6 separate regions of the Mus musculus genome follow, and regions 2, 3, 4, 5 and 6 are each linked to region 1. Evidence: chromatin contacts called from public Hi-C, HiCAR-type and HiChIP or PLAC-seq data. All regions are on one chromosome and are shown on one strand. Each heading gives the region's core, a stretch centred on a gene start, on an enhancer-like site or on the middle of the called end of the contact. The rest is flanking DNA. Distances are from core to core; before and after follow the strand shown.

Region 1 (4,523 bases), core at 617-3,116:
CTTTGAAGAAAAACACAGCCAGCTTGGGGAAGCTGACGTAAACATCCTGAGGAAATAGCCACAGTAAAGCCGCACCTCAGCCTCATTTCCCTAGGGAAATAATCAGCACCTCTGCCCCGAGACAGCTCCAGGTGAGTTTGGAGCTTGGGATCACCTTCGCACGCTTGGAAGTGCAGGCGCTGGCAGAACAGTCCGCTCCCAAGTGCACTGCCAACCATTGTCACTTTTAACCACCCAGGCATTGGGCAGGGGAGGTATTGTGGATAAAAGCCGAGGTGCGGGGTGATCCCTTTTTTCTGGGTCCCTCAGATCTGCCCCAGGTCCCCAGGGTCGCCCCCAGCGGGGAAGGGGTTCTCCAGTAAACCAGTCTGCGGTGTACACAAGTCGCCTCGGAATCACCAGGAGGCGTCTCTCCCGGCAGACCTTAACAGGATTAGGGAAAGCCTGGACTACTAGCCTGCAGGGCGCAGGGGCGCGGATAAACAGGCGGGCTCCGGGAACAAAGGACGGAGAAGCGGATGCGCTTTGAGCAGGGAAGGGGCGTCCTCCTCTCGCAGGAGGGAGATGCGCCGAGGCCCGAACCCCGCCCCGGCCCGCCCCTCAAAACCTCCTTTCTTTTCGCTTGCGCTCGGAGGCTATCGGTGGAGAAGCCAGGAGGGGGCGCAGTTCGCCTTGGCCGCCCGCTAGTCCTGTCGCACCCTTCCTCCGCCGCCTCCCCCAACCCGAGAAGCGCACAAAGAGCGCCAGGCCCGACCACACACCTCCCGGCGGGGCCGGGCTGGGCGGAGGGCGGGGCCGGCGCGCTCTGGGCTCCTCTCAGGCACTGCGCATGCCTGACCGCAGGGAGGGGCGGGCCTGGGAGCGGCGGGCGCGCACGCCCTCACTGTTCCCGGGCAGTGTAGGGCTGGCGTCCCGGCAGTGGGCGCGCGGCGCTCGTGCGCGTGTGGGAGCCCGCGGGGTCTCAGTCCGCGCGCCAGGCATGTGCGGGACCCTAGAGGTCACCTGCAGCGGTGCGGGTCGGGCCCTTTCTGCAACCGGTTTCTGGTTTTGGCATTCGTTCTTTCAGGGCCACTTGGGCAAAGTGCTACCCAAGGGGACGGAAATGTGAGCGCGCGCGCGAGTGGCAGTGTGGGCGGGCGTGTCTTTTGTGTGGCGTGCGCTCCCGCGCAGGTGGGCAGCTCGCGCCCAGCAGTCACAATACCAATGGGGCCCAGGATCTCGAGCCTTTGGTTCCGCGTCCCAGGGTTGGGCCGCCCTGTGGTACAGATACCTTGTACAGTATACCGTCCACCTAGTGGTCGCGTCGGCTCCAGGGATGCTTTATTTGGGGGCAGTAACGGGACTTTAGAAGGACCGCTCTTTGGAGCTTGGCGGCTGGCATCACAGTTGGGCGCCTTTTCTTCTCAACCTGGAGAGGAAAGAGACTTGAGGACAGTGGTTGTCCTCGGCTGATAGGTACATATAAATGTCCCGAGCCAGCCGGTCCCGCATTAGACAACAAAGAGAGGCGTTCGCGGCGGCGGCGGGGGAGGGGCGCGGCCGGGAGGAGGCCGGGGCGGGCTGCGGCGAGCTCGATGGGGGTGGCGCTGGCTCCGCTCTCTCAGCCCCGGCCTCCGCCCGCCCCCGGCCTGGCGCGCGCCAATCGCCTCCCCCAGCGATAGTGTCAGTAGCATTGTAGTGTCAGCTCCCGCCGGTGACGTTGCGCCTCCCTCGTCCCCCTCCGGAGCCGTCTGGCTGCAGAGGCTCAGTCAAGAGGCGGGTAGGAGAGGAGGAAAAAGCGCTGAGTGAGGGCGGGCGGGAGGGAGGGAGGGAGGGAGTGGAGGAGCCGGGGAGGGGCTCCTTAAAGAAACGCTGCTGTCGCTCGCCTGTTCGCTTTGCGCTCGGCATTGTGGCCAGCCAGCCGGGCACTCGGGGGGCACGCGCGGCCGCCGCTCGAGCTCTGCCCCCACCCCAACCGCCAGCAGATCTGGGGTGGGGACCCAGGCGGGGGCTCTTGCAGCCACTGCCCGGTGCGGATTGCACGCAGAGACCCACTCCTCCGAGCGCCGAAAAACGAGCCACGGAGCCCTCCGCAGCCGACCGGCCTCCCCGCCCCTGACTGCCGGCTTCCCGGCTGCCTTTGTGGCTGCACCTTCTAGCTGCCGAGCAGAGAGCCGGCTGGGGCGCGGCGCGCACGGCGGAGCGATGCCCAGCTCGCTGTTTGCAGACCTGGAGCGCAACGGCAGCGGCGGCGGCGGGGGAGGCGGCGGCGGGGGAGGCGGCGGTGGCAGCGGCGGGGGAGAGACTCTGGATGACCAAAGAGCCCTGCAGCTTGCGCTCGATCAGCTCTCCCTGTTGGGACTGGACAGTGATGAGGGCGCCTCTTTGTACGACAGCGAACCGCGCAAGAAGAGCGTGAACATGACCGAGTGCGTGCCGGTACCCAGTTCCGAACACGTCGCGGAGATCGTAGGGAGGCAAGGTGGGTCCGGCAGGGATGGGGACCGGAGGGGTGTGTAGGATCTCCGCCACCGCCTCACTGTGAGGGCGGGTGCAGGAACGGGAGCTGTGGCGCGGGGGAGCCTTGGGGAGGGAGGAAGAGCCGCGCGATGGGCCGGCGCACTAGACAAAGAAAGTGCAGGCAGGCTGTCTTCCACAGCGGCGCCAGTGCCGCGGCGGGATGCACTTTCTCCTGCTAAAATCACTGCCTTTTCCTCTAGTGCTCCAGACTTAGTCCACTCTAGGAAAGATGTTTAAAATATAATATACTGGGGGAGGGGACCTCTGGTGGTCCTTTGGGAGGGGGCAGTATGGGGGGGGGTCGTCCGAAGGGATGAGGATTCGGGATTTCTGCAAAGCGGAATGGAATAGAGTCCAGGGAAGGAACAATGGGTCCCAGGACTGCCATTCTCTTAACCCCACCCCTAGTCCTCCAGAGTCTAGGGATCGCGGCTTCCCGGGAGCCCCTGGTCTTCAAGGCAATCAGTGTGCTCAGTTGGATACCAGCAGCATCCCCCTAGATGACTTTTCTGGGGTTCTGCGCTTTGCTTGGGACGACTGCAGTTACCGGGGGAGGGCCAGGCAGCCAATGGGCTATTTATTCCTCGAGCGTTTCGAGGACAGAACCGGCGGTCCAGCTCCTAGCGCGGTTCGGGGTCAGCGAGGGAGACGCCCCCTTTCTCTGGTCGCGTGTTCTGCTGCCCAGCTGCCTTGGGCGCGGGCTGTCCCGGGTCTCCGCGGTTATCCTGGGATAATGGGCGTGTCTCTTTCTCTATTTCTCCTACTCCCTCCCTTGAACCCTGGCTTCCAGGTTGTAAAATCAAAGCTTTGAGGGCGAAGACCAACACTTACATCAAGACCCCAGTTCGCGGGGAGGAGCCTGTCTTTGTTGTGACGGGCAGGAAGGAGGATGTGGCTATGGCTCGGAGGGAGATCATCTCTGCCGCAGAGCACTTCTCCATGATCCGAGCCTCTCGTAACAAGAACACGGCTCTCAACGGAGCTGTGCCCGGACCGCCCAACCTGCCGGGACAGACCACTATCCAAGTGAGGGTGCCATACCGCGTGGTAGGGCTCGTGGTGGGTCCAAAGGGCGCCACGATCAAGCGCATTCAACAGCAGACACATACATATATTGTGACACCCAGCCGAGACAAGGAGCCAGTTTTCGAGGTGACTGGCATGCCAGAGAACGTGGATCGCGCTAGAGAGGAGATCGAAGCTCACATCGCGCTGCGCACCGGTGGCATCATCGAGCTGACAGACGAGAACGACTTCCATGCCAATGGCACAGACGTGGGCTTTGATCTGCATCACGGGTCCGGCGGGTCCGGGCCGGGCAGCCTCTGGAGCAAGCCCACCCCAAGCATCACTCCTACACCTGGCCGCAAGCCCTTCTCCAGCTATCGCAACGACAGCTCCAGCTCGCTTGGCAGCGCATCCACAGACTCTTACTTCGGTGGTGGGACCAGCGGCAGCGCAGCTGCTACTTCACGCCTGGCGGACTATAGCCCTCCCAGCCCTGCACTCAGCTTTGCTCACAATGGGAACAACAACAATAACGGCAATGGTTACACCTACACAGCGGGGGAAGCCTCAGTACCTTCCCCAGATGGGGGTCCTGAGCTGCAGCCTACTTTCGACCCAGCTCCCGCCCCACCACCTGGGACACCCCTTCTCTGGGCCCAGTTCGAGCGCTCTCCAGGAGGTGGATCTGCAGCACCAGTATCCTCTTCCTGCTCTTCTTCGGCATCCTCATCTGCCTCGTCGTCCTCTGTGGTCTTTCCCGGGGGTGGCGCCAGCAGCACACCCTCCAATGCCAATCTGGGGCTGCTGGTGCACCGTCGACTGCACCCGGGCACCAGCTGCCCGCGCCTGTCTCCGCCCTTGCACATGGCCACGGGGGCGGGAGAGCACCACCTTGCTCGCCGCGTGCGCAGCGACCCGGGCGGTGGAGGCCTGGCCTACGCTGCCTATGCTAATGGGCTAGGGACGCAGCTCCCTGGCCTGCCCTCGTCGGACACTTCGGGCTCCTCCTCGTCCTC
Region 2 (4,523 bases), core at 816-3,315, 490 kb after region 1:
GGAGAAGGCTGCAGGCTGGAGCTCAGTGGCAGAGGGCTTGCCTAGCATGCACAGGGTTTTAAGTTCACTATTCAGTTCTGCCAGTAAAAATAAAGTAAGAGAAAATGTAAATGACCTTGGGTTTGGCAAAGACTTTTTCGAAAGGACACCAAAAGCACAATCCATGACAGAAAGAATTAATAAGCAGGACTTCATTAAAATTAAAAACCTCTGCTCTGTGAAAGACAAAGTCGAGAGAGTGAAAAAGACAAGTGCAGCCTGGGAAAGAGTATTTGCAAAGGACGTCTGATAGAACGCTATTATCTAAAATATACAAAGAAGGCTAAAAAGTCAACAATAAAAGATAAACAATCTGATTAAAATGGGTGGAACCTATGACAGATAACTCATCAAAAAAGACATTAAAATGGTAAATAGCCATTTGGGAAGGTGTTCTATTTCACATGTCATTGGGAATCACAAACTAAAGCGGCAGCGACATGCACTACAGGCCAATGAGATCAGCGTAGACTCCAAATGCTGGTAAGGATACAAAGGAATAGGTTTATTCTTGTCTGGTGGGAATCCAAGACAGAACAGCCACTCTCAAAGTCAGTTGGACACTCTGTTACAGAACTAAACAAAGTCATAGAGTTTTCTCTAACAATAGCATGTGTTAGTATTTGCCCTAAAGGGATGAAAATTCATATCCATATGAGAATTTTCACATGGACATTTATGGCAACACTGCTCATTGTTTCCCAGACTGGGAACCAATCCAGGTGCTCTCCAAGAGGAGGATTGGTGCATATACTGTGGTGCATCCAGACAATGGAACATCACTATATACTAGGAAGAAATGAGCCATTGAGTCGTGAGAAGATATGGAGGAGACTTAAAGCGTCTTAGTAGGTGGTTGAAGTGAGCTGAAAAGGCGTTGTGCTGTATGTCTCCGATCATTTCATATTCTGGAAAAGGAAAAAGTATGGATAAATAGAAGAGATCAGAGTTTAAGAAGGAGCAGAGATGAGCAAGTGGGACTCACGGAGAATATCAGAGCAGTGAAGCTATCATGTGTGATACAACAATGTTGGGAACATGCCATTACACATTTATGAAAACACATAGACTGTGATTATGATGTGTCAATGCAGGCTCATCCAGTGTAACAAAAGTGCCACTGCTTCATCAAATGAGCTAGCAGACCATGCAGCAAGTGGATACATACAGGAGTTATATGGAAACTTCCTGAACTTTCTGATCAATTTGGGCATGAAATTAAAATCTGCACAAGTAAAGAATGTCTACTGAACAACAGTTATGGCAATGCCCCCCAAATGATCAGAGATGATTAAAATTAGTAGCTCCATAGAAGATCTCAGACCAAACACCCATTAATTTGGGGTTAAAATTTCTTCTCCATCCTTTCTCTCTGCCTCAGAACTTGGGTCATTCTTGAGAAGAAAAGGACTTTTCAAAGGACTGTGCAGTTACCTGGGAGACTCAATCTCTAACCAGAGGTGACCTGGCATGAACAGTGTCAGCTTTTCTCGATTCAGCAGTGCTGGGGGCCCAAGAAGAGTTCGGTTTCTAGATAAATAGTATGCATCTGGGTCCATTTCCTCTGCATGCCCAGAGCTGCTTAAACAGGCTTCTGTAAGGTGCATGCACAAGTTGATCTTTAAAAGAAAAAGAATCCTGGAAAGATTGTATCAGGCTTATCTCCCTCTCAGCAACTAGCACTTATGAAGCTGCACATGACAAGTGGCCCCACTTGATACCTTGATACCAAGTGGACACACTAATACCTACCTCTCACAGGCAGATGGCATTGTTCCCAACTCTAAAGGGTAAGTTCACCACTTTCCTGTTGAATGGCCACACAATGCATAAGGAGCCTCATAAGAAAGGCTACCCAAATTCAAATGCCACCAAGACTTGACATCAAGAGACACAGATGTCCCCTGATGTGTGAGCTCAGAGCTAGAGAATTCCAGGGCAGGGACAGGACATTGTCAAACTCACTCCTCTGAGAGATCACAGAGCAGATGGAAAGCAGTGAATTGAAACCTACTTCCTTCTTCCTGTCCCTAGAAACTGGAAGGTACTGTGTCAGGCCCCAGTCTTCCTGCCTCTGTTTGTGCTCAAGCCAGATGCATGCAAGGCAGCTTCAGGAGGCTGCTCTTTGTTTGGACCACAGAAAGATTTTTAGATTAGATTTGAGTAAGCCAGAGCAGGCAGGTGGCTGGTGTCTTTGAGATGCAGAAATTGCTCTTGTTGCTCCTCTGTGGCTTCACCATTCAGATACTGACAAAGGGAAAGAGGAGGGGAACTCAGGAAAACTTAGAGTATCACTGGGCAAATTGAACAGGCTTGGCAAAGTGGTCACAAGGGATTAAAAGCCCTCACTTTCTCTGGGGTGCCTCTTCAATCTTCTCACCTGACAAAAACCTGGTCACTCAGATTATACCTCTAAGAGCAGGGCCAGAGGTGACAAAGGCAAGGGCTGATTAGAGATAGTAGGAAATACAAGACCAGGCTTGCACACTGCTGAAGCAAACACCTTTTTGCAACATCAGTATATGTCTGCTAGGTACAGATGTTACTAATGGACACAGTGTCATCTTATATTGTGACTGGAGATGACTGGATCATGGTTGGAACTGGAGAGAGTGACAGACTGAGCAAAGTAATATGGGATGATGGATACTACTGATTGCTCACTTGACAGAATCTAGACTCCCCCAGGAAACAGAGCTCCAGGCATGCTCATGAGAGGTCATCCAGAAGCTTAGCCAGGGTGAGAAGACTCACCTTAACTGTGGACAGTGCCATCCCATAGGCTGGGCACCTGCACTGGATACGAGCCAGCTCTGCGCTTCCTGTGGACACTATGTGACCAGCTGTCTCAAGCTCCTGCTGCTATGCCTTTCCCCCAAGATTCCTTTGAACTATGAGCCCAAATAAATCTTTCCTTCCCTAAGATGTTTTGATCAAGTGTTTTGTCTCAGTAAGAAGATAAGTAATGGATACATATGGCATCTTGTCAAATGCAATGAGGAAAGCGCAAACCCTCTAGGTGAGAGCACAGTGCAATTAAGACAGGGGTAATAGGGAGCTGGAGAGATGGCTCAGCGGTTAAGAGCACTGACTGCTCTTCCAGAGGTCCTGAGTTCAATTCCCAGCAACTACATGGTGGCTCACAACAATCTATAATGGGATCTGATGCCCTCTCCTGGTGTGTCTGAAGATAGCAACAGTGTACTCATACACATAAAATAAATAAATCTTAAGAAGAAAGAAGGAAAGAAAGGAAAGAAAGAAGGAAAGAAAGGAAAGAAAGGAAAGAAAGGAAGGAAAGAAAGAAAGGAAGGAAGAAAGAGAGAGAGAGAGTAGTAGTGATAGATGCTGAGCACAAACAGTTCTCTGCTCTTTCCCTTCCCTAGGCTTGGAGATCATCTCAGAAGTTGTCATGGATGGGTCCTAAGAGTTAGGGTCGTCAGACATCTTCAGCAAACAAGTGTTTGTCAGGCATGATAGCACCACTGCATGTAGGAACTCACAGCAGCTGGGACTGCTTAACCAAGCCCTGTACAAGATCATGCTGGCCGGAACCTCAGCAGACATGAGGACAACCTCATGAAGTTCTCTCCACATGAATGAGCTATTGGCAACTGATAACTGCTGGGGGTTGGAGCCATCACTTTTCCAGTTTCCTTCTGGAATCCAGCCCCTAGGTACCTTCCCATGACCCACTAGCATGACTCTACATCCATACTCACACAGAAAACACTGTGTAGGCTCAGTGGGTTTGAAGAGGAAAGGAGCACATAAAATTGGGAGATGGGAGGGGAATGTGGTAGGAGGAAGAAGGGAGGAATCCGAGGTGTGTGTATTAAATTCTCAAAGGACAGACACTCACCACTGAAACATTTCTTGGGATATAAAGATAGAATAAGATTGGGTGAAGAAATGAAGTGTGTAGTAGCACAGAGGGATGAAGGGACCAGTTAAAGTCTAACCATTTACCATGAGGGTGAATAAATGCTCAGAAGGGAGCATAGATGAAAAACAGTGTTAGCAGTTGTGACGGGCAGATCCTACGCCCTGGCTGGCCTGGTAAGCTGGGCTTGAGCATCTGTCCTCAACAGTTAAAGAAGCAACAATTAAAAGCAGATGAAAGAGGTGTTTTCCATGGGGCCTCACTGCAAAGAGGGACAAGTCAAATCCATCAAAGTTTATCTTTGGAGTCCTGACATGAGATTTAGGTTTAAAGAAGTAGACACAACTAAGCAGCCCTAGTGAAGGTGTCGTTGCAAGCACTATCATTGTCAGAATGCTGTGAAATGTCCTTCCCTGGGAAAAACCTAACCACTAGGCAAAGTTTAACTGTCATTTATACCTACTGGGAGAGGGAAAATTGAATCGACCACACCAGGGCAGTCCTTGCATGAATGAGCAGTTGTCTAACTTATAATGGATTCCCTAGTTGATGTGTTTGTGTGTGCATGCACATATGCATGTGTGTGCATGTGTGCATGCAT
Region 3 (4,523 bases), core at 1,421-3,920, 440 kb after region 1:
AAAGTGACGTCTTTGCTTTGCTGGAATATTGGATGCTGGTCAGGTGGAGCAGAGAATTTAGTGGTGACTAAGAAGAGACCAGCATTGCTGAGGTGAAATCTTCTGGAAAGTATTAATGGGATCACACAGAAGCTCTGTTCCATAGATGGATAAGGTCATGCCCTGCACTGGCAGTCAAGTTTGGTAGTGTAGGAGTCACCCAGGTGGTACTGGTTGTGAAGGTATGTGTTTTGGAGAGCAGTGAAGCTTGGCACTGCGAGGCCAGGAGAGGCCATTCAAAGTGCAGCCTCAGTAGCATTTGAAGAATCAGGACTGAAGGGGTCATGAAAATTTTTAGGCTTGGCACTAAGAGGAAAGTTTTCTGAGAGGCTATTGACAAAAGTACAGCCCAGCTGTAGCAGAAGACTCCAGCATATTGGAGACACCAGGACCATTGGATGACGACCAAGAACAGCAGCAGCAGTGGAGTGGACCTATCCTGAGACTAGAAGACAATCTATGTGTGGTGCAGAGGGTAGAGGCAGAGAAATGGTCCAAGCACTCCCCCTCTTTGGAGGAGCCCAGAAAATCATGTGTAAATCCCAGACAATTGGATATTGATTTATTTACACTCTTGGGGTTTGGTTTTGCTTTGTTCAGATTGTGACTGTGCCCTGATTCTTCTGACTTGAAGAAGGTGTTTAATTTATTTCTTATTTTTACAGGATCCCACAGCTGAAAGACTTTTGATTTGAATTAAAAGAGATTTTGGATTTTTAAAGAGACTGGATATTTTAAAGAGACTGAAGTTTTAATGTGTTTGAATTTGTAAGAACTGTTTTTAACATGAGATCTTAGGGATGAATGAGAGGTTGTAGCTTAACAGTGATGTGTTTGCCAAGTTGGAAAGGGGCCAATTGTACTAAATTATGTCAACCTGATATAATCTAAAGTCATCTGAAAGGAGGAAACCTCAACTTAACAACAACAACAACTACAACTACAACATCATACAATCTTGCTGTATGTTAGCTTTTTCTTAATTAGTTAGGACATTTTTCTAATCAATGAGTGACAGGGAAGGGGCCCACCCATTGTGGGTGTTTCCATCCCTGGTATGGTGGTCTTGGATTCTATAAGAAAGCAGGATGAGCACGCAAGTGGAAGGAGCCAGTAAGCAGCATCCCTCCATGGCTTCTGCATCCATTCCTGCCCTGCCTGTGTGTCTTCCCTCACTGCTTTTGATGATGAACTATGAGCAAAATAAAACCTTTCCTCCCCAAGTTGCTTGTGGTCATAGTGTTTTATAACAGCAATAGCAACCCTAACTAATACAGCAACAAATTTAAAGGCAACATGTAAAATGGGTTTGAAAAATTAAAATATGGCCTGGAGAGATGGCTCAACAGTTAAGAGCATTTGTTACTCTGGGAGAAGACCTGAGTTTGGTTCCCAACACCCACTTTGATTGGTCCACAGCCATCTGTAACACCAGCTCCAAAACCATCAATTCCTGTCAATCACACTCATCTGCAATTCTCTCTCTCTCTCCCTCTCTCTCTCTCTCTCTTCCTTTCCTCTCCCCCTCTCACCTTCCTTCCTTGCACATCACACACATTCACACATGCACACACACATGAAAATTTTTTAAAAAGTAAATATTTGTTGGATGACAAGAGTCACCATTTTTATAATTCACTTATTCTCCTAAATTAACATGAAAGTAATTTTATAATCAAAAATTTCCTTTTATTTTTAAATCTTTCATCTATTTTCTCTATACATGGTACAGAAAAAAAAACTGTAGCTAGGATATACAGGACAATAGAGCAAATAAGAGTTCCAACGTAATTTTATGTTGAGGTTTAAATCGAGATATGATAATTTTACCATTTTAGCAAGTGAAAATTGGGAATAGGACAAAGAGTTTCAGTGTATGTTGGACAACCACCATCCTTTAAAAAAAATAGTAAATTGAAACCTTCTACCCCTCCTATCATACAATAAACTCCTGTCAGTCAAAAAGATAAGGTGGTCAGGGAGAAGTGACTATTTATACAAGTCTAGAATAGTAAGAACTGAAGTTTCTATAGCAGAAATACTGAATTCTGACATAGTCTAAACATTGACACATTCAAATATATAACACCAGTTCCATAGGTATGAGAGATAATCACAAAAATAAATGGCAAAGAGTTTTCCATGTATACTGTAAACAAAAAGGTCTTCATGCTTTTATGACCAATTTTCTAAATCAATGGGAGCCATGCATTTAAAATCACATTTCTTCAGCTTGGCAGAATAGATAAACACGTTGACATGAGTAATTGCAGGGGCCTGTGTTGGGTACAATGATGACATCCTTGTTACCATTTATGACGAGCAAAATCTCCCCAGAGACTGTCAAATGTTCCCTGCTCCATGATAATTCCTCTTAGTCAAGAGGCACTTTTCTAGAAGAAAAATTTCCTGAGGATATTTTTCCTGACAGAGTGAGGTGGGAGATTTAGAATAAAGTGGAAGCTCCTTTCATTCATCCCCTAGTTCCTAGTTATGCAAACACTCCCTGTTTCTGTTGCTGATGTGATACTAAGGGCAATAAACAAGCCTTCACCAGTGCTTGACTCCTCTTGCTCAGACAAGAGTAAATCCTGTGCCCTGATCTTCCTAGGAGTATGGGACATTCCTGGAAAGTGAGTCACAGGTATATCCAGCAAGCTTTCCTTCCAACCCTCTGCTGTTGCTCTGGCCTCTGAATCCGTGGTCCATCCCTGGCTCCAAGCCAACACACTTACAGAACAGTGATCCTTTCCAATGAGTGTGTCTACCAGTCATACTCTCTTGCAACCACAGTAATGATGTTTCATGTCTAAAAGTTCCACAGAGTTCATGATGACACAGCATGCATTTAGAGTCCTTCTTTGACACTGCCTGGTGCTCCTGGGAAGGGGCTTTCTGTGTCCTGCTGGCACTGTTTTGTCCCACAGGTTCATGGTGGTTTGCAAATGGTTCTTCAGCTTGATTAGAAATCTCTCACTCTCCAGAGTTCAAAGAGTCCAGCTTAGAAAGAGGACAGGTTGGTAAGGAGCTGCATTTTGCTCAAACTGCCTGCTCTTGGTGTTGAAGGAAAGTCTGCATTATTGCTACACTTAGAATGTCTTCTCCAATACAGGCTTTTCCAGGGTAATCTGCACCTTAGGTCTCTAAAGTGCTAAGCAATGTCTGGATCTTCTTTAAGTCCAAGTCAGGAGTCCTGGGCTTGGGGAGGAGGAATCAGGAAGGTAAGTGGAAGAAAAATACATGGAAAGGTGGAGAAGAGGAAGGGTTCCTTGGGGATATAGTTCATAGAGAGCTGGGCCCAGAAAAGTAGAGGAGGAAGCTGAAGCATCTTGCCGTGTTAGAATCAGCAATTATTCAAAAGACCTTCTTGTAGCCAGACAAGAGGGGATCCCCTTGGCCACACCTGGTGCCATTTAACAACACCATAATAACATTAGTCACTTCATAAGGATGAGATAAAAGTCAAGAGTTAAAACCAAATAATAATAATTAATAATAATAATAATAATAAAATTTTGTGAGTTTAAGGCCAGCCTGGTCTACAGAGTGAGCTCCAGGATAGTCAGAGCTTCACAGAGAAATCCTGTCTTGAAAAACCAAAAGATAAAAGAATATAAATAAATAAAAAAAAACCCAAGAGTTGATAATGATAATTTAAAAGGAGCAGACAAAGTAGTTAGAGGAAGAGAATGTAAGAGAGTGGAAGTCCCTTTAACAGTGACCTTACTAAAAGTAGCATGCATGACAGTGAAGGGCACGGCAGTGCAGTGCTTGCTCCAATGCAGAGGAAGGTGCGACTCTGTATGGCTTATCACTCTTTCCTAAATATTATTTTCAAGTAGTAAATGTTTGTATGATAGAAGTGTAATAGTCACCTATGAAGATATGTTCATATCATATCCCTTGAAAGTAATGTTGTAGCAGACACTTGTGCTGGTCAATCCTTGGCATAAGGATTGTTCTGTTTACCTTAGAAAGGTGTTTCCAGCACAGTTGCCCTGGGCAAAGGCATTGTGCTGCCTGCAGAGTGAATGAACTTGAAACGTAATTCCTTGCCCTTTCTGTTAAACTTGTTGAAGGATGTAGAATTGTTCCTACCCACAATCCCACTCCTTCCTGACCCACACATGGTTGTACCTTTGCTCAAACAAATGCCTTTCTGAGCCACCTACTACCAGTTGGGATTCTGCTAGGTCATAAGGCCAAAGCCCTACACAGCACATTGGCAGTGCAACCAGAAATCTCTGAAGGTAAAGCTGAAGTTAAAGCAGACTAGCTAGGTGGGACAGGGTTCACTGAGCTTGCTGGACTTTAGCCTATTTTCCTCTCTCGAATTCAGTACTTTGTTCCAAATGTGTGTCCTGGTCCCTGCCATCCTAAGACTGAACATGTTAGAAGACCATCTGACATCAGCAAGAAATTAAGCCAGCAGACAATCCTGCACTCGTTGACTTTCTGATTCTTTGTTGTTGTTGTTGTTGTTT
Region 4 (4,523 bases), core at 1,076-3,575, 420 kb after region 1:
ACATCAGACTATTTAATAGTTAAAGAAAAAATTTGAGTCTAAAACAGTGGTTCTCAACCTGTGGGGTTGCTACCTCTTTGAGGGGGTTCTAAGATCATTGTAAAACAGATATTTACATTATAATTCATAATAGTAGCAAAATTATAGTCATGAAGTAGCAAGGAAAATAATATTTTGGTTGGGTTTACTACAACATGAGGAACTGCATTAAAGGGTTGCAGCACTAGGAAGGCTGAGAAGCACTGATCTAGAGGCGGAAAGTCTAGAGTTCAAGTGGGAGGAACAACGCTCGTGGCCACCCTGTTTCCCTCTCTGTCCTGTGGGCATAGGTCCTCTCCTCACAGAGATTTAGGCCTGTGGGTCACAGAAGGGCTTGAAAGAAATTATATTCTCTCTTCTGCTTTCACTTTTTACTGGAGAAAATGCAGGCATGGCCTAGCATCCAGCCTGCGTGGCACACTGTGCTTCTTATATAAGAAGCATGGGACAACATGCTCCTGAAGTCAGAACACAGAGTTCCGAAGTAGCATGGATAGCTGGTAGCTGACCTATAGATGAGTCTCTGCTCATCCATTCACTCCGTGTCTTCTCTAATGTGCTTCTTCTTCTGTACTGGTGGTATGAGTGCTCTCTCTCCAACTCAGGGTAACGAACATCACAGTCGATGGGTTTCCACTATGTAAGTGGCTGCTCACAGGTAATGAAGCAGACACTGTTCCCTGGAAGTCTCTCTAGAGTGGTTTATCACTTTACCTACCCATGGGCGTTGCTGTCTTGTTATGGGAATGTCAGGGAAGGATTGCAACTTTCCAAGACCATTCATGAGAAGTTTGGTGCCTTTGGGCATTGTGATGGCCCAGAGGCATTTGAATCCCCCCAAACCTGGGGCAGATTTTAAGAACAAGCTGAGGGAAACAACAAAAATACTCATTACAGGAAACTGAATCATTCGACTTTCTTATTACTTAAGTTTCAACTCCTGATCCCTAGTCATCTATGGAGGCTGTTTGTGTAGATAGAAGAACACATTTAAAAATCTGTCCAAAATCATACCACTCTTATATAAGCCCACATATGCAAAGTTAGCATATCTGGAGACACTCAAGCATTCTGGCCCTTCCATAGGCCTCAATGCATGCACCTCAGGAGATGTGACCCACACCAGGAAAAAGGAAAGTAAGGGGGCCTTCAAGAGGATGACTTGAAAATTTCTCCTCTCCACACCATAATCACTATATAAGAGATCAGTTCAGAAAGTTATGGCCATTCTCATAACCACATAACATGCCTAACTCATCAAGATGCTAGCTCTTTCTGTCACAACATTACTCTCACGACACAAACTCTGTCATAACCTTTATGAAGGGTAAACCTTCATTCTTCCCTCCATTTATTAAAAAATTCCAGATAATTCTAGGACCTGATATCTGGAAATCTAGCAGGTCTAAGTCTTCATTTTGTCCCAAGCAAACCCTAATAAAAAGATGTTTGTGCCTGAGACATAAGGGACACTGGACAAGGACACGAAGGAACACAGAAAGATAAACTAAAATTTCATCTCCTCCCCAGATTTTTAAACAAAACTTTCATCACTTCTGGCCAGTCTTTCAGGCAAACATCTTCATAAGGATGCATTCTCAACAGATCACTGGATTGCACCCTCCTTCCGTGGTCTGTGCAGGAGAGGTGGTTAGGGCAGGGAGCTGAGTGTTTACTATGTAAACCAGATAGTAAACACTTCAGGTCCTGAGACTTAGTTATTGTCTCTACCTTTTATATTCCTTTGGGGTTTTATGTTTGTTTATAACACACTTTAAAGATGTCAAACTTATTCTTCGTGCTTATGGCCGTATAAAACCAACTATGGTTTGCCGACCTGTAAAGTTAGACACTGCAGCCAGCCAAGGAGCTGAACTCCTGGCATGTTCACATCTGAATATTTATGTGTTTCAGAAAATGGAGGGTGGGGATCAAAACAGGACCCCTGACCCACAGCATTCAGTAATGAAATATGCAGGATAGGAACAACACAGTCAGAAAAACGCGGGCCTAGACCGCTCAGAAGTTGGGGAGGAGAGTCAAGCCTAGAGTCACTTGGAACCTTCAGGTCTCCCTACAGGATGGCTACTATAAAGCTCCAGTCTACTGCATGTTGCTGGTAGCTTGCTGTCCTAGGGGAGAGATAAAACTATGCTTAGAGCATGAAAATAGTTCTCATATGTAAAGTGAGGTAAAAATAGCTCTCACCTCCAGGTTGTTTTGCAGCATAAATAGAATGATGAATATGAATTTGCTCATTATGAAGTGTAGCTCCAGTTATTATCCTGGAAGAGACCTGATTAAAATGACTAATTAGACAAGAGTTTTTGGCAGAACCTTTCCTGGGGTAACAGTCCTGATGTGATGTATTTTAAGCATACTTACTTGATGCGTGTTTTCCGCTCGTTCTCACTTAGGCTCCGCACTTTTCTAGAGCAAGAGCTGGGCTGAGTCCCTCCTCCAGCTGTAGCATCAAGCCCAGGGCCAGGAGCATAGCTGTGGTTGGGTAAATATATATTTTAGATAAATAGCTTTACTTCAAAGGATAATGTAAAAGTTAAAGATTTGTGTGTTTGCTTGGCCTTTCCTAGGCATTTTTAAACCATGAAGGAATTTCAATTTAAGATGGCTGTCAGAATAGATACATGTGGAACATTCAGTAGGCCTGACAATAAAGGAGAAAATGCATGCAAACAGGTAAATCACTCTTGTGTACAATAGAAAACAAATTCAGCTTTCCTTGGTGAAGAGTCTATATGGAGAGGGTGAAAGAACAGGGACCAAATTGAAAATGGAAACTATGAGTGAAATGTATATAGAGAGGCAATTGTTGGAAAAAGACTTGGGCAGCTCTAGAGTGCTGCCATCCAGGCTGCAGATAAAAGAGCAAAGGGGAAGCCACAGAGGGGCAGACTCCTCTCTGTTTTACCATGTTAGACCAAACCACGCACAACAGGATGCAGACATCTACCTGACAAGCAAGACCACATATCACTGGTTCTCTGCATATGTAGGTTCCACACTGACAGAATCAACTAATTGAAGGGGGAAAATACTCATTACACCCTATCCAATATAGTGTAGCATCTACTTATGCAGTATGCATATTGTATTGGCTATTATAAGTAACCCAGAGATGATGGACATGTTATATGCAAATACTTGTGCCAATTTATATAAAGGATTTGGACATGCACACATTCGTTTATCTGCAGAGGATATCTGAAACCAATTCCCACTGATCCCAGGGCACATTTGTGCTGCCTACTTGGTCCTAGGAGGAATAGAAAGCCCCTGTACCCAAAGATGTCAATGCTGAAAATATACCCCCACATATACAATGCAGATAACAAATAGTGCAAATGTTTATTACTGAATGAATTGCATAAAGGTACACTTCAGGAAAGCCGAATTAATGTTCAGAAGAAACAAAGACACTTAGATCATACTGAATCAAATAATTGTAATGGATGTAAGGACAAAACTCACTGACAGTAAGTAATCTTTTCAGAAAAGACAATACAAAGATGGGCATGGTAGTACTGCCTATAATCTGAGATAGAGGTAGGATGACCAGAAGTTCAAGGTCATTGTTAGCTACTAGGGAGTTGGAGGGCAGTCTGGACTACCTGAGACCTCATCTCAAACACACACACACACACACACACACACACAAAACTGATTTATAATCACATGAAAGGATAGTCAAAATCCTCAAAAACAAGAGGATATAGGCTAGAATAAAGTGATGTTATTTTTCAATCATGAATTTTAAAAGGTTTATCATATCTAATACTGATAATATAAGTAAATCAGTGTCCTAATCACAGCTGTGGTCTAGTGCAACCTCGAGTCTGTAATAATGAAAAATGACAGAGCAATCACATGTGTCTTTATCCACCTCACTCTTATGAGCTCACTATGAATGTACTAGTATGTTCACCAATGTAATGTCAGGAGTGGAAAAGCTAAAAAAGTACAAGCCAAAATAAACACCATGGGCTGTGCATGCTATAGTGATCATGAATAGACAGAACACTGTACATATCAACGAGGAAAGGACTACAAAGCAATGTTCAGTGAGAAAAATGATTCACAAAATAAGAACTGTGGTACAAAATTTCTGTAAAGAATCAATCTTGTAAGTGATAGGTACATAGATGATAGGTAGATGGCAGATCGATAGATAGGCAGAAAAATGGATTCAAATTCTATAAATTCAGGCTTTGAGTAGTGTAAGTGTAAAGTGAGAATGTTTTAATGTCTTCCTTTGGAATTAAAACAGAAGTTAAGTGCCAAGGATTGCTTAGTTGCACTGGCTGGGTGACCTCAGTGCCACCTACCCTTCAACCAGGAAGAGGACGATATCCTGGTTTAAATGCTAAGACTTTGCCTCCCCCTGCTCAATGGTGCCTTTAGTGTTCGGTACTTCAACTTAATTATTACAATGCTGGCAATGTTATTACACCAAAAATGTGATTAAA
Region 5 (4,523 bases), core at 1,412-3,911, 390 kb after region 1:
CTAGACCGGAGCTAGAGGTGGCAATGAGAAGAGACCAGCCACAGTCGTTTGTGTGAATGTCGTTAGCAGTCAAGAGACAGATTCATGTCTGTGGAAGGTTAGGCTTAGGGTTTAGCAAAATTAGCTTTATAAACCTGGATCCAAGTCTGGATTATGATCCATTTTTCTTCATGACTATGTAAAAGATTTCAATCTGTTTAGCATAGTTTTGTGGCTGTATAGGATTATTAACTGGATTTTAAAGATCAGTACCTGATTAGGATTTTGATTCCAATTCTAAAATTATACTTGAGGATATTTTTCTAGATGAATTTATGTATGTAAGAGTATAAATATATCTGTGGTTTACATCATTCGATTATATAAGATATATCTCTATACTTGTCTCGGGGAGTCTATTGCTGTAATAAAACACCATGACCAAAACCATGGAGAAGAAAGGGTATAATTTACTTCCATGTAACAATCCGTCATGGAAGGAAGGAAGGAAGGGTAGGAGCTGAAGGCAGGAACCTGGAGGCAGGAGACGATGCAGGGGGCATGGAGGGTTGCTGCTTTTTGGGTTGCTTCTCATGGCTTGCCTAGGTTGCTTTTCTTACAGCACCCAGGACCACCAGGCCTGGAGTGGCACTCCCACATCAGCCGCCAATCAAGAAAACGCACCACAGGCTTTCCCACAGGCCAATTTAATGAGGGCATCTTCTCAACTGAGGTTCTGTCTTCCAATTGTTTCAAGGAGACATAAAGCTAGCCAGCACAATACTTCACTGGCGGTTCATAAATATATGTGTAATGTGTAATATATGAAACTGAATAAACAAATCAATGCATATGGTAGTACAGTGACATAGCTCTTGTGGTAGTTTGAGTAAGAAATGTTGCCATAACCTCAGGTGTTTGAACAGATATGGTTCCCTGTTGAGGTGTTATTTGGGGATGTTGAAGAGGTGCAAGCCTTGCTGGGGTAAGTATATCCCCCTGTAGGCACGTTTTGAAATTATATACCCTCACCCTAAGAAATGCCAGTTTCTTTGCTTTGTGGTTGTTAAAAAAAAAAAAACAACAACAAACAAAAAAAAAAACAAAAAAAAAACCACATCATCATTCAGCTTCCTGCTCCTGCCAGCATAACTTTCCATCATGATGGACTCAGTACTCTGGAACCACAAGTTAAAAAAAAAAGAAAACCCACAAAAACAACAACAAAAACAACCAACCACAACCAACAAAACTCTTCCTTCATAAGTTGTTTTGGACATTGTGTTTTATTAACATATTAACAGAAAAGCAGTTAATACATTTGTCATATATCTGTCTATCTATCTGTCTGTCTGTCTATCTACCTACCTTTCTCTCTACCTATCTGTCTCTCGATCTGACTCATAACCCTTTGGTGAGTTATCTAACTACATCTACAAGTGACATAGTTGCAAAATGGATTATAGAAAGTTGATTGCATTGTGTTAAGAGTATATAAATATGTTCACGACTTTAGACTAGGGCAGAAGCTTACTGAGCCTGCTCCAGATTCTGTAAGGATTTCTTTAAACCAAGTTATGTAGATTTATCTGGATTTTTAGAACGCAAATCAGGAAATAGTCTCAGCCTAGTACACCATACGCGCATGAGTGTGTGTTTAGTGTTTTATGAGCATTGCTATGTTGGTAATTAGAACAGGCTGTATATAAATACATACTATATTGATAAAAGTATGCATTTCAGTTAACATCCACAACTTACATAATTACCCATCACATATGGTATTATGTAAAATACTAGCTTCTGCTCCTTCATGATGACATGAACGAATCTATGTGACACTGTAGTGTAAAGTGATGTAAATGGAGTTTCCATATGCATCTGACATGATGTCTAAACACGTGACGCTATGCAGAGTTATAATACAAGAGTCTGGATATGAACTTGCTTAGAATTATACATTTATTCCATATCTTACTTGGAATTGTGGAAATGTGGCTTTGTATCTAGTGAAGAATTAGATAAATGTGGTCGTGTAGGAATAGGATCTGCTGTCTCTGAAATATAAGTGTATGAGGTCACTGACAGTGAGTGCAACTATCATGTCTGTTATTCTCCTCCCTGGAAGTCTTGGGGAAGATACTGGTTTCTGTAGTAAAGTCAACAAAAATGCATCTATATTTTATCCTACATCATAGAATATATGTATATATAATATATTATAATAATATAGTTAGTATAACATAATGCAATATCTTAATTATATAATGTATAATATATGCATATGTATGCATGTAAAATTGTTCAGTGTTGATTTCTATAAAAATAGGTGTGTTTTAACATTCTTTACTTCAAATATATTTTTCATTGTTCATGTTGGGCAAGCACACCAACATTCTTCATTAAATACAATATTTGCATGTAGCTTTATCTTTTGTTTTCCAGAGTTCCTCTCCTCGCAAGGTCCAGAGCATTCTCTGTGTTCGTAGTAAGCTGAGAGCAGTAACAGCTCTTTCAGGCTGACTCCTGAGGATCATTTTTGGCATTTGCCGAGGTGATCACATTTCTCCTTGTATAGCGTGTCCTGGTTTGTAGCCGTTTCACTTGTGAACATGGTGCCTTGCTTCCACATGCCTGCGCACAGTAAGAATATCCTCGTGCTCCCTCTGTCTCATGCTCACCAGCAGCAACATCCCACAGCTGTTGCTAGTTATCGTCTCTTGGTCTCTCTCCTATCTATCCCGGAAGTCTGTAAAGACAGACTTCATGCTCTTTCCTCACTACATACTTCACGGTGCTTCTGAAGACAGTTTTAATTGTTTCACTGTTTTTTCTGTTAAAAATGTTCTTTTCTCTTCTCTGTGTCATTAGTAACTTGGCCTGGGCTTTGGCTGATTGCCTTTTGTATCTTTCTCAAATTGTGGCTGTACTGATACATAATGAGGTGAGGATCTGGCTGGGGTTTTGCTAGTAAGCCTACCCAAGATGCTTTGCACCTCTTGTTGAAGCCCGTTGTCCCACTTTGGAGATTCTGTTAGGTAAACTGATGATCCTCCTATCCCCACTTTAGGCCCTTAACATCCATCTTTATCTGGTGCGTTCATGAGTGTTGTTGATTATAAGTGAGGCCCAGTACTTCCGGGGGAAGAAGAACATTGGCCATCTTTCAACTTTCTACTAGGCTGCATTTGTCTGTACAGATTTGCCAATGTGAAACCACTTAAATTAGTGCAATAGCCTCCCCTTGCTGGTTATATACTACTTTGTCTTGTTGTTTTGACAGGCTCTCTCACTCACACAGGCTGGGCTGGGACCCACTGCAATCCCCTGCCTCAGCTTTTGGAGTACTGTGACTATAGGTTTGAGCTACCATGCTTAAACTCACACAGATGTCAGAGAATGAATTAGGACAATTTCCTCCCTGCCAACATTCTAGAATCACATGTGTAAGCTTGGATGGCCTTTTCTGAGTACGATGGGGCTCATTTATGACCATCTTAGTGGAGATTCTCTCTGTGCTGAGCTGACTGCCCATTTTATATTTGTGCTGTAATAGGAGGTACCGGCCTTTCAGTTTTTTCTCACTTTTCGTTTTTGTAAATTAGTCTTTTGGACTTTGTATATATAATCTAGGTTTCAAATTTACTAGCATAAATTTCTTCTTCTTAACTTTGAACATAGCCATTTATTCTTAATATTCTCTATTTGAACTCTCTGCTTTCTTGTGTTTTAACGCCGCCCCCCAGAGTTCTATCGAATTTCTTAGATTTCTAACTAATCTACTTTCAGCTTTGACGGTGATTTTTATTTAATTCACATTGTATTTATCTGTCTTGCCTTTACATTTCCTTAATTTTCATCCTTTTTTCTTATTAAAAATTAAACTGTTTTGGTTTGAAAATTTGCCATAATGTTTACATGTTATTCTTCATGGCTGCTCTGTGGATATTGTATGTGTTAGTGGTATTTTTATGTTTTCCTTGAGATGTAATTACATTTATCTCCTCCCCCAACTCCTCCCACTGCTCTTGGGAGTGGAGCCTTCTCTGTACTGTAGTCCACCCACTGGGTGTCTGTCTCACCATTAATGCAAACTCCCCTTCTGCTGGCAGCTATCCTATGTCAACAGGTCCTCAGCTCGGAGTGGGATTTTATGTTGTGTCCCTTCTGCCCCCGACCTCCTCCATGTTCCACGCTGAGGCTTCCTCTTGCTTATGCTTGCACACGGGTCTTGTGTGTGCTGTCCCAGTCACTGTGAATTCAGAGGTACAACTACCTTGTTGAGTCCGGAAAATGTCGTTTCTTTGGAATTATTCACCACCTCTGGATCTTGCAGTCTTTTGCCATCTTCTGGGAAGATCTTTGCTTCTTGGGGGCGAGGGTATGAAATGTACCTCCCATTTAGGGCTGGACACTCCACAGTCTCTTATGATGGAGAGAGGGCTCAGAGAGAGTGTATTCTTCTCTTGCTATATTGGTTGGTTGGTTGGTTGGTTGGTTGGTTGGTTGGTTGGTTGTGTTGGTTGATTGTTTGTTTTGTTTTG
Region 6 (4,523 bases), core at 1,250-3,749, 360 kb after region 1:
AAGAGACACAGAAGCTAGGGTTGGCAACAGAATAAAATTTTACATAACACGTACACCAAAGATTTCTGAGACATGTTTTAGTTTCTTTCCCCCCTTCTATTTTATTTCTGCTTTGTATCTTTTATTCAATTCCCTTTCATTTTCCTGCCTGCAACACAGTTATTGATGCTGAAGTTGAAGCATCTCTTTTTGAACTAGGAAGTAACAAGCTGAAAGTGTAAACGTTACATCTTAAAGTTGATGGATTGTGAAGAGATGATGCCCGAGAAACTGATTGTCTATACAGGACTAGTTATGCCAGCTTAGTTGACTACAGAATCCAGACTAGACATAGGCAGTTTTGCTTATTTATTAATTACTCAAGAGTATCCTCCCACTTTCCCTACTTTTGGGACAAAGTTGGTTCTTTCAGAGATGAAAACTGTCATCTGTATGTGCAGAGCCATTGGACAAACACAGTGAAGCTCTTTATACTTAGTGGAATGGTGGGATTCAGTCCTGGGGATAAAAGCCACGGGGATGCCAGAGACACTAGAGCATTGTCTCTTGTGATTTAACTGTTTTCTCTCCGAGAAGAGGAAACCCACACAAGGTCAATGTTGTCAAGTATGAGTTGGAGTGATGAATATATTAGTTTTCTTGTGACTAGGACAAATACCTGGTGGAAGCAGATATCTGGAGTTTATGTTGGGAATCATATGCAAAGGGGGTTTATATTGGCTCACAGTTTCATGGATTCCAGTAAATGATGGCAGGAAAGGTAAGTGTCAGGAAGTGGGGGTGCTGGTAACATCTAGGCAGGATAAAGAAGACCTTCAAAAAACAGCCCCCCTATTCCTTTTATCTAAGCTTTACAAACTCTCAGGTTTCAAACTGTGCCATCTGCTGGAGACAAGGCATTCAAACACATGAGCCTGTGGGGGACAATTTACTTTCAAACCAAGGAAGTCCACTTAGAATTCTGAGAGCAACAACCCCACCGAGTAGGATGTCAGTGTTGTGCAGGGGAGAAGGTGACCATTGTCCTCTGTTGCCAGTGCTGTATCCTTGACACTGGTGGTTTTGTTTTCTGCTTGTTTTCTGGTGCGGGCAGAGCACACTGGCCAATGCTGAGGAATATCATTCCTAAGGCAGAGATCTCCATATTTCCTTACTTGCTGGTGTAACGTAGGTAAGCATTCATGACCCCAGTCACTGTACTGATTGTGTGGTTGTATAACTTAAACACAACCTTTTCACAATTATCTCTATGTACGTGAACTTGTTTCTTGCTTCTTAAATGCTTTCTTCATTTGATAAAAAAATGACACAATAATTGTACATATTTATGAGGCAAAAGGTGATAATTTGATGCATTTGTACAATATATAATGATCAAATCATGATAATTAGCATTACTTCCTAGAGGTTTATTATTTCTGACTGCAGAAGTAACAGAAAGCCTTGCAATCCAGCAGACCTTCTAGCGAGTGTACTTCCTCATCTAACTATTCCCCCAAATACTGCAAAGTCAATTATTCACTGCAGGTGTGAGCTCTCTCCTCCTTCATTCTACATCACTCCCTCTTGGCTGGCTGTTGTCTCTTTCCATACAGAGATGGGGAGAAAAATGAAGCAACTTAATAAGTCAAGTCTAGGATTGGGTGGAGTCTAGGGTTGGGTGAGGATTTACAGGAAGTATTATTAGTAAATAGCTGTGATTCATAGTCTTCTGCACCCCTCTGCTCCTCCATTTCCATGGAGAATTAAAAGTTGTTTACAAAAAACAAATTTGAAGAGCAGGAGGAATGTTGACAGGGTTAGTCATGGGTGTGTTTAAACCATGTGGCTTTAATAGACCTACAGTGACACAAGTCTCCAAATACTTTATCATACGAGAAAAAAAAAAAAACCCTGCACCAACTAAAAACAGTTTTGTTTTGATTCGTTGTGTTAAAATATTTACAGAAGGAAAAAAATGTTGGACCCCGCTGTGGTTTGTATGTCCTCAGCAAAACTCGGATTGCAATTCAGTCCAACTGTGATGGAGTCGGAGTGTAGAAATGACTAGGGTGGAGGTGGGACCTTCTGTGGTCAAGGTGAAGTGAGGCATGACAGTGAAGGCTGCAGGTTTACAACAAGAAGAAGGGAGACCTGAGCTAGGATGCCCTGCTCCATCTTCTCATACCATAAACAAGGTGGCACTCAGCAGAGCCCTCCATCAGCAAGGAAGAATTTACTACATGGATCTTACACTTTCAAACCTCCAGTACTGCAAGCCGGGTAAACCTTTATTCTTTGTAAACTATCCAGAATGTGGCGTCAGTTAAATGACATGACACAGCCCGAAAACTCATGGCATTTAGGGCAGAAGGCAAGCATGCCAGATGAAAGAGAACAGGGAGGAAGTAAGCTAGTCACATTGTTCAAGGAAAGGCCAGGTCTCCATCGGGGGTGAGGTCTCCGAAGGATGAGAGAAAGGCAGTTTCAAATATGCAGGCACTGGGTATCCCCAAGACAAGAAAAGCCAATGGGTAGGAGAGATGGGCAGGAGCAGGACTATAGGACCAGCCTTTTGGCTGCACAGCTTGTGGGGCAGTGAGTATCAGGTTGCAAGTTCAGTGCTCAGGGGGGCTGGAAAAGAGTAAATTAAGTCACTCTGTGGCTAGATAAGTGAAGCAGGCCTGGCTGAAGATTTGGGAACAGAGCCAACACATGAAACTCAGAACAAGCAAAAATGAACATTAACTTAGACCTGAGGTCATCAGAATTTCCTGTAAGACACTGACTATGGACTGTAACCTATTTTTCTGCATGGATGATCTTAGACTATCAGAACCATTTGCCCTCGTCTTTGTAGAGCAAAAGCAGCCACAGGCCTTGGCAGGGCTGGGTTCTAATAAAATTGTATTTAGAGAACAGATTTAAATGTCACATAATCTTCATATGTCACAAAATAAACTTTTTTCTCAACTATTTAAAAATGTAAAACCTATTCTTAGCTCATTGGCTGCACAAACCCAGGCAGTGAGCCAGGGCCACCCTTTGCCAACTCCTGCATTAAAGGAATAAGGGCAGGGCTGGAGTAGGGGAGAGAAACAGAGACTGAAGAGGCTGTGAAGACAAGTATTAAGGTTTTTAAGAGTCCAGGGACAGCCCCCTTCCCACCCTTCTCCCAAAAGAATTTTTCCAAGCCCAGACAGAAGTAGCCATGTGTATGTAGCACATCAAAATTAGATAATAGTTAATTTTAGTGGTTGGAACAGTCAGAGAAATTTTGCCTTTTGAATATAATAATTGGTCAGGAATGGGATTCAAACTCATACCTTCGAGGGAGATTATAACCTGAATGTAGTTGTTTGGGGTGGGGGTGGGGGTGGGGTAAATGCAGGAGAAAGCAGGAAAGAGGTAAAATACCAATAAAAAATGTCTGGAGAAAACATAAGGTATCATACTATTAATTATTTATCTAAAAGAAACTATGATACATGTAATTCTGTTTATAAATGTATAAATATACATATTACACATAGTTTTTTTTATTTTTATTTTATTTTTAATTCATTTTTTAAACTCCATATTCCATCCCTGAACCCCTGTCCACCCTCCGACTGCTCCATGTCCCACACTTCTTCCCCACCCCACACTGTCTCCATATGGATGTCCCCACCCCCACCCCACCTGACCGCTAAACTTCCTGGGGCCTCCAGTCTCTTGAGGGTTAGGTGCATCATCTCTGAATGAACACAGACCCAGCAGACCTCTACTGTATGTGTGTTGGGGGACTCCATATCAGCTGGTATATGCTGTCTGTTTGGTGGTCCAGTGCTTATAAGATCTCCTGGGTCTAGATTAATTAGGACTTCTGGTCCTCCTACAGGGTTGCCCTTCTCCTCAGCTTCTTTCAGTCTTCCCTAATTCAACAACAGGGGTCAGCTGCTTCTGTACATTGGTTGGGTGCAAATATCTGCAAATGACTCTTGCAGTTGCTTGTTGGGTCTTTTGGAGGGCAGTCATGATAGATCCTTTTTTTGTGAGTGCTCCATAGTCTCAGTAATAGTATCAGGCCTTGGGACCTCCCATTGATTTGGATCCCACTTTAGGCCTGTCGCTGGACCTTCTTTTCCTCAGGCTTATCTCCATTTCCATCCCTGTAATTCATTCAAAGAGCAACAATTATGAGTCAGAGGTGTGACTGTGGCATGGCAACCCCATCCCTCACTTCTTGCTGGAGGTGGTCTCTATAAGTTCCCTCTCCATACTGTTGGACATTTCATCTAAGGTTCCTCTCTTTGAGTCCTGGGAATCTCTCACCTCCCAGGTCTCTGGTGCATCCTGGGGGTTTCCTCCAACCTCCTATTTCCTGAGGTTGCCTGTTTCCATTCTTTCTGCTGGCCCTCAGGGCTTCAGTACTTTTCTTTCACCCAATACCAGATCAGGTTCCCCTCTTCCCCCCACTTCCTCCACCCCACCCACTTTCCCTCACAGATCCCCCCCCCCTTTCTCCAAACTTGTGATTGCTTTCTTCTCTCTCCCAAGTGCGA

Evidence for each region. Hi-C and Micro-C count contacts between places; a contact is called where the count stands out from the background. HiCAR-type assays count read pairs that join an accessible place to other places. HiChIP or PLAC-seq counts read pairs in DNA pulled down with a chosen protein or histone mark.
Region 2: a contact with region 1 is called in an H3K4me3 HiChIP or PLAC-seq map of neural progenitor cells, with 6 times the contacts expected there. The contact joins the enhancer-like site here to the promoter of Mex3b in region 1. A contact is called at or near these places in 14 of 39 promoter capture datasets (the 3T3-L1 cell line, 3T3-L1-derived adipocytes, the C10 cell line and 9 more), 1 of 15 datasets of contacts at CTCF or cohesin (the NIH/3T3 cell line), 3 of 484 Hi-C or Micro-C datasets (cerebellar granule neurons, embryonic stem cells and ventral hippocampal neurons), 15 of 115 datasets of contacts at active chromatin or transcription factors (craniofacial prominence, embryonic forebrain, embryonic hindbrain and 9 more) and 1 of 9 other capture datasets (embryonic stem cells).
Region 3: a Hi-C map of adipose-derived mesenchymal stem cells shows a contact between it and region 1, with 5 times the contacts expected there. The contact joins the enhancer-like site here to the promoter of Mex3b in region 1. A contact is called at or near these places in 8 of 39 promoter capture datasets (the 3T3-L1 cell line, the C10 cell line, frontonasal cranial neural crest and 4 more), 4 of 484 Hi-C or Micro-C datasets (adipose-derived mesenchymal stem cells, cortical neurons, embryonic fibroblasts and 1 more) and 16 of 115 datasets of contacts at active chromatin or transcription factors (SST interneurons, bone marrow-derived macrophages, craniofacial prominence and 12 more).
Region 4: a contact with region 1 is called in a Hi-C map of cortical neurons, with 3 times the contacts expected there. The contact joins the enhancer-like site here to the promoter of Mex3b in region 1. A contact is called at or near these places in 12 of 39 promoter capture datasets (the 3T3-L1 cell line, the C10 cell line, cranial neural crest and 8 more), 1 of 15 datasets of contacts at CTCF or cohesin (large pre-B cells), 2 of 484 Hi-C or Micro-C datasets (both in cortical neurons), 16 of 115 datasets of contacts at active chromatin or transcription factors (SST interneurons, astrocytes, craniofacial prominence and 13 more) and 1 of 9 other capture datasets (embryonic stem cells).
Region 5: a contact with region 1 is called in an H3K4me3 HiChIP or PLAC-seq map of embryonic limb bud, with 4 times the contacts expected there. The contact joins the enhancer-like site here to the promoter of Mex3b in region 1. A contact is called at or near these places in 9 of 39 promoter capture datasets (the 3T3-L1 cell line, 3T3-L1-derived adipocytes, the C10 cell line and 5 more), 2 of 15 datasets of contacts at CTCF or cohesin (large pre-B cells and pro-B cells), 9 of 484 Hi-C or Micro-C datasets (B cells, CD4 T cells, CD8 T cells and 5 more), 18 of 115 datasets of contacts at active chromatin or transcription factors (the 230-238 cell line, acute myeloid leukemia, astrocytes and 14 more) and 3 of 9 other capture datasets (adipose tissue, embryonic stem cells and liver).
Region 6: a contact with region 1 is called in a HiCAR-type map of fibro-adipogenic progenitors, with 5 times the contacts expected there. The contact joins the enhancer-like site here to the promoter of Mex3b in region 1. A contact is called at or near these places in 10 of 39 promoter capture datasets (the 3T3-L1 cell line, 3T3-L1-derived adipocytes, cancer-associated fibroblasts and 7 more), 6 of 484 Hi-C or Micro-C datasets (the C2C12 cell line, adipose-derived mesenchymal stem cells, cerebellum and 2 more), 20 of 115 datasets of contacts at active chromatin or transcription factors (the 230-238 cell line, SST interneurons, T-cell acute lymphoblastic leukemia and 14 more) and 1 of 9 other capture datasets (embryonic stem cells).

Annotation. Positions count from the first base shown.
Region 1 is chr7:82,865,467-82,869,989 of GRCm38.p6, forward strand. It overlaps Mex3b (mex3 RNA binding family member B), which reads left to right and starts at 1,867. Exons shown (of 2, transcript NM_175366.3): 1 at 1,867-2,461; 2 at 3,290-4,523. The coding sequence starts at 2,185. Gm36584 (a long non-coding RNA gene) reads right to left here and starts at 1,830. Exons shown (of 5, transcript XR_003946820.1): 1 at 76-1,830.
Region 2 is chr7:83,359,811-83,364,333 of GRCm38.p6, forward strand. The region is part of intron 1 of Gm29976 (a long non-coding RNA gene); the gene reads right to left. Among named protein-coding and RNA genes, the nearest start is that of Gm29976, 21 kb to the right of the region's middle. Within about 2 kb of position 2,066, at least 16 of the 459 cell types and tissues checked have an H3K27ac peak or open chromatin away from gene starts, as enhancers often do. A contact at or near this core is called in neural progenitor cells and pro-B cells, where this site is marked.
Region 3 is chr7:83,304,566-83,309,088 of GRCm38.p6, forward strand. No RefSeq gene overlaps it. Among named protein-coding and RNA genes, the nearest start is that of Gm29976, 76 kb to the right of the region's middle. Within about 2 kb of position 2,671, at least 15 of the 459 cell types and tissues checked have an H3K27ac peak or open chromatin away from gene starts, as enhancers often do. A contact at or near this core is called in adipose-derived mesenchymal stem cells and muscle stem cells, where this site is marked.
Region 4 is chr7:83,285,081-83,289,603 of GRCm38.p6, forward strand. No RefSeq gene overlaps it. Among named protein-coding and RNA genes, the nearest start is that of Gm29976, 96 kb to the right of the region's middle. Within about 2 kb of position 2,326, at least 2 of the 459 cell types and tissues checked have an H3K27ac peak or open chromatin away from gene starts, as enhancers often do. A contact at or near this core is called in cortical neurons, where this site is marked.
Region 5 is chr7:83,250,545-83,255,067 of GRCm38.p6, forward strand. No RefSeq gene overlaps it. Among named protein-coding and RNA genes, the nearest start is that of A530021J07Rik, 100 kb to the left of the region's middle. Within about 2 kb of position 2,662, at least 7 of the 459 cell types and tissues checked have an H3K27ac peak or open chromatin away from gene starts, as enhancers often do.
Region 6 is chr7:83,228,117-83,232,639 of GRCm38.p6, forward strand. No RefSeq gene overlaps it. Among named protein-coding and RNA genes, the nearest start is that of A530021J07Rik, 82 kb to the left of the region's middle. Within about 2 kb of position 2,500, at least 16 of the 459 cell types and tissues checked have an H3K27ac peak or open chromatin away from gene starts, as enhancers often do. A contact at or near this core is called in fibro-adipogenic progenitors, neural stem cells and uterus, where this site is marked.